Regions from separate parts of the Sus scrofa genome. Here region 1 is linked to region 2. A link is a contact called in public HiChIP or PLAC-seq data. All regions are on one chromosome and are shown on one strand. Each heading gives the region's core, a stretch centred on a gene start, on an enhancer-like site or on the middle of the called end of the contact. The rest is flanking DNA. Distances are from core to core; before and after follow the strand shown.

What was found. HiChIP or PLAC-seq counts read pairs in DNA pulled down with a chosen protein or histone mark.
Region 1: a contact with region 2 is called in an H3K27ac HiChIP or PLAC-seq map of skeletal muscle, with 3 times the contacts expected there. The contact joins two enhancer-like sites. A contact is called at or near these places in 5 of 47 Hi-C or Micro-C datasets (embryonic fibroblasts, fetal skeletal muscle, fibroblasts and 1 more) and 1 of 2 datasets of contacts at active chromatin or transcription factors (skeletal muscle).

What each region holds. Positions count from the first base shown.
Region 1 is chr13:200,340,463-200,344,309 of Sscrofa11.1, reverse strand. No RefSeq gene overlaps it. Among named protein-coding and RNA genes, the nearest start is that of SIM2, 13 kb to the left of the region's middle. Within about 2 kb of position 2,314, at least 4 of the 83 cell types and tissues checked have an H3K27ac peak or open chromatin away from gene starts, as enhancers often do. A contact at or near this core is called in skeletal muscle, where this site is marked.
Region 2 is chr13:200,167,130-200,170,938 of Sscrofa11.1, reverse strand. It overlaps a transcript of CLDN14 not described here. Among named protein-coding and RNA genes, the nearest start is that of CLDN14, 39 kb to the right of the region's middle. Within about 2 kb of position 1,573, at least 8 of the 83 cell types and tissues checked have an H3K27ac peak or open chromatin away from gene starts, as enhancers often do. A contact at or near this core is called in skeletal muscle, where this site is marked.

The DNA.
Region 1 (3,847 bases), core at 1,065-3,564, 170 kb before region 2:
AGCAAGGAAAAAAAAAGAAAGAAAGAAAAAAAATGAGTATTTGCCATAATGGTTAAGAGTGTAAGCTTTGGGAGTTCCCATCGTGGCACAGCAGTTAATGAACCTGACTCGCATCCATGAGGACTTGGGTTTCATTCCTGGCCTCACTCAGTTGGTTAAGGATCTGGTGTTACCATGAGCTGTGGTGTTGGTCGCAGACACGGCTTGGATCCCATGTTGCTCTGGCTGTGGTGTAGGCCAGCAGCTGAAGTTCCAATTGGATCCCTAGCCTGGGAACCTCCATATGATGCAGGTGTGGCCATAAAAAGACACACACACAAAAAAGTGCAAGCTTTGGTGTCAACCTAGTTTGGCTTCTCTTTAACCCTCAGTTTTGTGATCTGTACAATGGGGATAATAGCTGCCTCATAAGAAGGTTGTGAATTTTTTTTTTAATTTTTTATTTATTTATTTTTTATTATTATTTTGTTGTTGTCTTTTTTTTTTTTTTTTTTTGCTATTTCTTGGGCCGCTCCCGCGGCATATGGAGGTTCCCAGGCTAGGGGTCGAATCGGAGCTGTAGCCACCGGCCTACGCCAGAGCCACAGCAACGCGGGATCCGAGCCGCGTCTGCAACCTACACCACAGCTCACGGCAAAGCTGGATCGTCAACCCACTGAGCAAGGGCAGGGACCGAACCCGCAACCTCATGGTTCCTAGTCGGATTCGTTAACCACTGCGCTACAACGGGAACTCCAAGAAGGTTGTGAATTTTAACTAAAACTTCATACCATGCAGTTCAACCATGGAAGGGTACAGCCACAGATGTGTGTAGTCATCCTCACAGTCCCTTTTAGAACATTTTTATCACTTCAAAAAGAAACCTCCTTATCTACCAATTTCCTATACTGCTCCCCACCCACTGGCCCTAAGCAGCTACTGATCTACCTTCTGTCTCTGGATTTCCCTATCCTGGACTTTCCTATGAATAGAATCCTATAGTATGTGGCCTTCTGTGTCTGGCTTCTTTCACAGCATACTGTTTTCACAGCTCATTCACAAGCATGTATCAGGACTTGATTCCTTTTCATGGCTGAGTAATACTCCATTGTATGGAGAGACCACACTGTGTTTATCCATTCTCTCATTGACGGTCCTTTGTGTTGTTTTCACTTTGGGGCTACAATGAATAATATCCCTCTAACTTTTACAGTTGGCTGCATAGTAATTTTATGATACTTAGTAAATTTTATAACAAGAAAAATCTGGCGGGAGGAACTTGTACGTTTAAGTTTGGTGTTAGGAGAGGGTAAGATCGTAGCTTTTTTATCAGCTTGGCCAGTTAGCTTGGTACACATTAAACTCTGTTCCAAGCCAGATTTACAGACTTCATCTGTACCCCCACGTCCAGCAGATTATTCTATTTTATTTTGTCTTTGTAGGGCCGCACCCATAACATATGGAAGTTCCCAGGCTAGGAGTTAAATCTGAGCAGCAGCTGCCAGCCTACTTCATGGCTGTAGCCACGCCAGATCCAAGCCACGACTACAACTTACACCCCAGCTTATGGCAAAGCCGGATCCTTAACCCACTGAGAGAGGCCAGAGATCAAACTCCCATCCTCATGGATACTAGTTGGGTTCTTAACCAGCTGAGCCACAATGGGAACTCCCTCCAGCTGACCGATTTACAAATATTGCTCTAGGTCACCAGAAGGATGAAACTATAAGCTGATCTCCATTCGTCAGGAAGCAACTCTGCAGCTGGCAGCACGGCTTGTGGTGACCTAATCAGGGTCCTGAGGTTTGACTTTGGGAATTTTCACTTTAAAAATTACACCTCCTGGGTGATGGACATGTTTTACGCCTCAGTCTGGGTGGTGGTTACATGGGATTCAAGTGAAAACTTCATCAAGCTGCATCCTTAAGACTTGGGTATGTTATGCTATTTAACTATATGAAAGTTACACTCTGATGAAAGAAAAGAAATTACAACCATGCGGTCACCCTCAGCTCTCCCTTTCACTCAGCCGTCCTGACTGCTGCCTCTTCCATTCTGGCCATTTCTAAATGACCAAAGGTTCATGCCACACAGCTGGTAAGGGACAGAGCAGGGATTTAATCCAGCTCTTACTTGCTTGGTGTGGAGTGTTGCTTTCACTGGGAACTCTTCCTGTGCCTAGAATTGACTTGGTTTTGGAGACGTGGCCCTGAACCCTGTGGCAAAGGAGTGCTGGGGCTGGTCTGGGGGCCCCAACCTCCTGTCTGTCCCATGTCCCTTTTTACTGCCAGCACCCAGGATCGCACCGGGTGTGCAGTGGATGGCCAATAAATAGTTGTTGAGTCAGTGTTACCAGAGCGGAGTTGTCACCAAAGGCCAAGCAGGCTGCCCACTTTGGCAACTGCTGGAAACACCGAGGCAGGAAACTCAATTCTTATTTTTTTCCCCATGGCAACAGCAGTGGATGCTAGTCTGTCACAAGCGCATGGAAAGTTCCCACTGGACGTATCAGAACTCTCTGGCGAGACCCACAAGTGTTAATTTTAGCTTTCAATGACTGATGCCCTTGTATAATTTAATGGGTCAGGAGGAGCATGAGTCAAAGCCAAGATTACTCACTCGGAGAGGCTTCCTTTCCTGCAAAGTACTTGGTGAGATATTCATTCTGCAGAAGACCTGCTACTTACACACTAGAGGGTTTCCGCTGTTTTAAGTCTAGCCTGATCATTGTAAGTGATTTCTTAACCAATTAGCCATCTGGCCTATCAATCAAAATTTCCCCCGGTTCATGCATTAAACATGAGTTCGACTCCCAATGTCAAATGCTAAAAGGCTACAGCAATAACCGTAAAATAAACAAAATACTTGGATGTCCCTCGATATTGTGAGTTGAAAGACACACGGGTTGAATGTCAATTGCTTGGAATAAGGGAGTGAGTATCCACAGGAGGTTTCCACGTCTACCCAGATTTCTTCCTTAGTCCTGGAAATGAGGACTTTCCATGCTGAGGGGAGATGCCTGTGCTTCCAGAGGAGTAAGATCTTGGCTGCCTTGAGGCCGCTGCGGACAGAAGGACTCTAGCTGAGCGCAGTCCTGGGATATATAAGATGCCCGACTCTCATGCATAGACTTTATGCATTGTCTGCCCACTTGCTGTACACACCCCATCACAGCCGGCCTCAGGCGCATCAGCTGGTGAAGGACCTTTCTGAACTGTTGTCCGGCAGTCGTCCCTGTGAAGCCCGTAAACTTCAGCACGTTGTGGTCTTTGCTTTCAGTCAGGTTTGTGTAATCCTTTGATTTTTTTTTTTTTTTTGTCTTTTTAAGGCCGCGCACACTGCATATGGAGGTTCCCAGGCTAGGGGTCCAATTGGAGCTGTAGCCGCCGGCCTACACCACAGCCACAGCCACAGCCACAGCCATGCGGGATCCAAGCTGCATTTGCGACCTACACCACAGCTCACGGTAACGCCAGATCCTTAACCCACTGAGCGAGGCCAGGGATGGAACCTTCGTCCTCATGGATGCTAGTGGAGTTCGCTAACAGCTGAGCCACAACGGGCTCTTTGAATATTTTATTGCATCCTTTCTTAAACAATTTAGGAGAGTTAGTGGAGAATGGAGAAAGGAAAGCAGAAACCTCAGAAATGCAATGCAACAGCATTAGAAAGGAATCTTAGATATTGTGAAAGTATGGGTCTTTAGACTCAAGCACACACCCCAGGAAATTACACTCCCCAACTGTAGAGTCAGTTGTGAAGGAAAAGAACAGCAGAAAAGAACAAGCCTGAGATGCCACAACAGTAGCATTACGTGTGGAATAAACAAATAGGTAACAAGGGGAAATTTCTCTCTCCACGAGTATTC
Region 2 (3,809 bases), core at 324-2,823:
ACAGGCAGGGCCGTGGAGCCCGCCCTCCTAACTAGAGCCAACTGCTCCTGATGGTTTATGGTCTGGCCCACTTCAATTTCTCATGTGTTACCTTTCTAGGGGTTGCGAGGCCCAGCAATCTGGACACAGGCCAAGAAGTCAAGAACTGCTGAAGTCCAGGCCTCCGCTCTTGTACTGACACCAGCGACCACCCAGCCCAGCCAAACCACATGGCCCTGTTTTCCTGATGTATGAGGTGGGTCGAATGCTTTCCCCCCCCAAAAGTGGACTCTGAGGGATTAATTAGTTAAGATCTGTAAACATGTATCATTATAATTATTATTCCAGTTTCTAGTTAAAACCAAACTGGCCCAAAGAAAAGAAAATACCAGCCCTGCCTCTGAGGGCAGCTACCTTGGCTTTTCCAGTATTTCCAGTCTGGCTGGTGGGAGAATGTCCTGGGAAGCTCACTACTTGCTGGGCTTGAGCCGGGAGTTGTATTCTCCAGGTTTGAGGATGAGGAGGAGGCCAAGACTCCAGTTGAGCCCTGGATGCAACGGGCTTTGATTGTTCATGCCGTTCACTCTAGCAAAGGCTGGACCTCTCCCACGAGACCAGGTGCAGGATGTCTACAGCAGGGCCCTGAGCCTTTATGGTCTTTCGAGGACTAACAGGTTGCGGAGGTGATGAGGAAACCGACTTCTTGTTTCTAAGATGTTGATCTAAAACCAGTGCCTCTAAGGGGGTGACTCCTGCTTTCCTCATGAGAAGATCTCCAGGCCTCTGAGGTGGTTACATGGAGAAAATTCGTGCCTGGACAGCCCTGCCCACCACAGTGACTCTGCCCCCACCAGATCTATCACCCTCCATGGACCTCAGCTGTCTCGGCACAGCTCCCTTTCTCTGGGTCTGCATAATTTCACCCCATGCCAATTCCTGCTTCCAACTGGTAAACCCCACACCCACTCCCCTTCCCCTAGTGCAGCCCCAGGTGAGGCCTCAGGCCGCGCTCCCCGTGCACTTCCGGTCCGAGCGGGGCTTCCTCCCAAGATGGCCGACACCGGAAGTGCCGTCCTCCGCGGGCGGGGCTCCTCCTGCTCCGCCGGAAGTCAGGACGTAAGGCTGGGAGCACGGCAGCCATGCCCTCTGCCAGGTGGAGACCCGGATGACAATATGCTGCTGTCTTAAAGGGGTGGTTTTAAAATGTCTCTTTGGTATTTACTTAGAGGAAAGGCTGAGTTCTCTAAATAAATAAAGGAAGGGCCCAGTGGGAGAAAATAGCCCCAGGAGGTAGCCTCACCCTGTCCCCCACCTGCAGAGAATTCATTTCTGGCCCCAAATTGGCAGCCCATCCCTCCCTCTACTCCCCCCCAGCAAACAAAAGCCCCACAGTGAATGGCACCCGCCTGTCTCGGAAGACACTGTCCTACACAGGCCCTTGAGAACCCCGCATTCCAGGCCCTATTTAAGTACTCGTCCCCTCTCCCCCGCTGTTTCCCCTGAAGGCGGATCTAGAAAAGACTCTCTCTCTGTCTTGCTACTGTTTTCAGTGATGCTGCAGCTGTTCAGCTGGCCCACCCTGGCTAAAAGGAAATGTGGTTTCTTTCCAACGGTACTGGGAAGCCTGAGTGCTCCCTGTTCCTGGAGGGGGTGGCTCTGAGCCTGCCTGCCCCTTGCCCACCACTCCTGGCAACCGGGGCACCCCAGCATGTGTCAGATAGGCCATGACACAGAAGGTGCACAGAGGTTAGACAGGATTGCCCTTTGGGTCTTTAGAAGGGTAATTCTGCCTTCTGCCTTGATGCCCTCTTTGTATGCCCAGGCCTCAGTACTGCTTGCTTACAGGGCTAGTTGCCATCTCTCCCCAGTGGCTGGCAGAACTTCACCCTCTGCTTCTCCATTTCCATGAAGGTAACTTGAGCTGCCTGGAAACTGGCTCTCTGACATCCAACATAATACCCTTCCTTTGTCCTTTGAGGCAAGTCCAGAGTAACCACCCAAACACCATTTACCCAAAACAAGGGGTCAAAACTGTTACCTAGATCATGAAACACCGGGTTGCATGCTCCCCCTCCACCCACCCACCCACCCACAGCTGGCAGAGAGAAAGACCAAAGCAGAGTAAGTGGTGTGATTTGCAGAACACACTCAACTGAGGAGAGCACTGAAAATACTGTCTAGTGCAGGGTGCTGAGCTGAAGGTCCCAAAGGGGACAGGCCTCCCTCCCTAGCGCTCATCCTGAGAGTAAAGTGTGTGTGTGTGTGTGTGTGTGTGTGTGTGTTTAATTACATATAATTTTTAGGGAAAGTATTTCTGAGGCTAATGGTATCAGAATGAATTGGCACCGTGCAGGGTAGAGTTAAACAACAGGAGTTCCTGTCGCAGCACAGCAGAAATGAATCCAATGAGGAGCCACAAGATTGAGGGTTTGATCCCTGGCCTTGCTCAGTGGGTTAAAGATCTGGCATTGCCGTGAGCTGTGATGCAGGTCCCAGATGAAGCTCGGATCCTGCGTTGCTGTGGTTGTGGTGTAGGCCAGCTTCTGTAGCTCCAACTGGACCCCTAACCTGGGAACCTCCATATGCCGCAAGTGCAGCCCTAAAAAGCTTTAAAAAAATTAAACAACAAATGTGTGTGTGTATTTGCAAAAAGTAACAGCACTGCTAGTAGCCAAGGCACTCCCTCTATTTGTGAAGCGGGGCCAGGCTTTTTGTTTAGTTAACCAACCCCAATCCCTTTCCATTTCCACATAGTAATTAAATACTCAAGCAAGTTGTCTCTGGGTTTTGTCACCTGGTGGTGGTGGCCATGATGCCTGGGAGCTTTGGGTTCCCTGCCACATGGTCCACCGGGTTGCATGCTCCCCCTCCACCCACCCCCCCCACAACTGGTATTGCCTGTCACTAAAAATATTCACCAGCCATGGAAGAGAGCAATATAGGAGTTGTAGGTTTTTTCTTTGTTAATATGGACCAGAGTCTCTCGAGCTTTATTTAGAACATGACTGCTTTATGCAGCCCCTTGCTTCAGGACCTGTCTTTGGCAGACTGATGTTTGTTGCTATTTCTTGTAGCTCTTTTTGTTCTGTGGTAGGTACTTTGTTCCATATTAATTTCTGGAATAAAATATTAATTTTTGGTCCAGAAATTAGTACTTATTTTTACTTAAGTCCAAAGCACATGGAAGGGTGTGGTGTTAGAAGTGAAACTGCTTCCCCCCAGTCTTGAGCCTTAGCTCCACTTCCCAGAGACGACCCCTGTGAACAGACAGAGCCTTGGGAGGGTTCTCTGCATGATCAAAGTATATGTGCTGCTTTTTTTACGCAAATAGGACCAGACTCAGCCACTGAGCTTCACCTTGCTTCCTTTACTTAAAATGGTGTCATGGAATTCTTTCCACGTGAGACCCTTGAGAAGCATGTAATCTTTCAAAGGGGTGTACTGTTCTAGTTTATGGATGTCATCAGTTAGCTAGACACTCGTTGAGGACATTTAGCTTTTATTTAGTGGGTTTGTTGGGTTTTTTTTTCCTCCCACAGAGTCCATGAGTATTGGACAATGGATTGTGTGCCTTTGCTTGCTTTAAAAGTATAACTCTAGGCTGAATTTCTACAGTGGGGCTAAAGGGTAGTCACAATTTACATCTTGATAATTCATCCCAAATTGCTTCCCCAAAACGATACAAACAGTCTGATAAGGCAGTATAGGGCATATAGTGTAAGTATGGGGCATAGAGCATGAGTATAGGGCAGTTTTTTGGGAATCACAATGGCAGCTCAGTTATTCACAAACGGACATTGACAGGGCATGAAGTCCTCTCTTGCATCAAA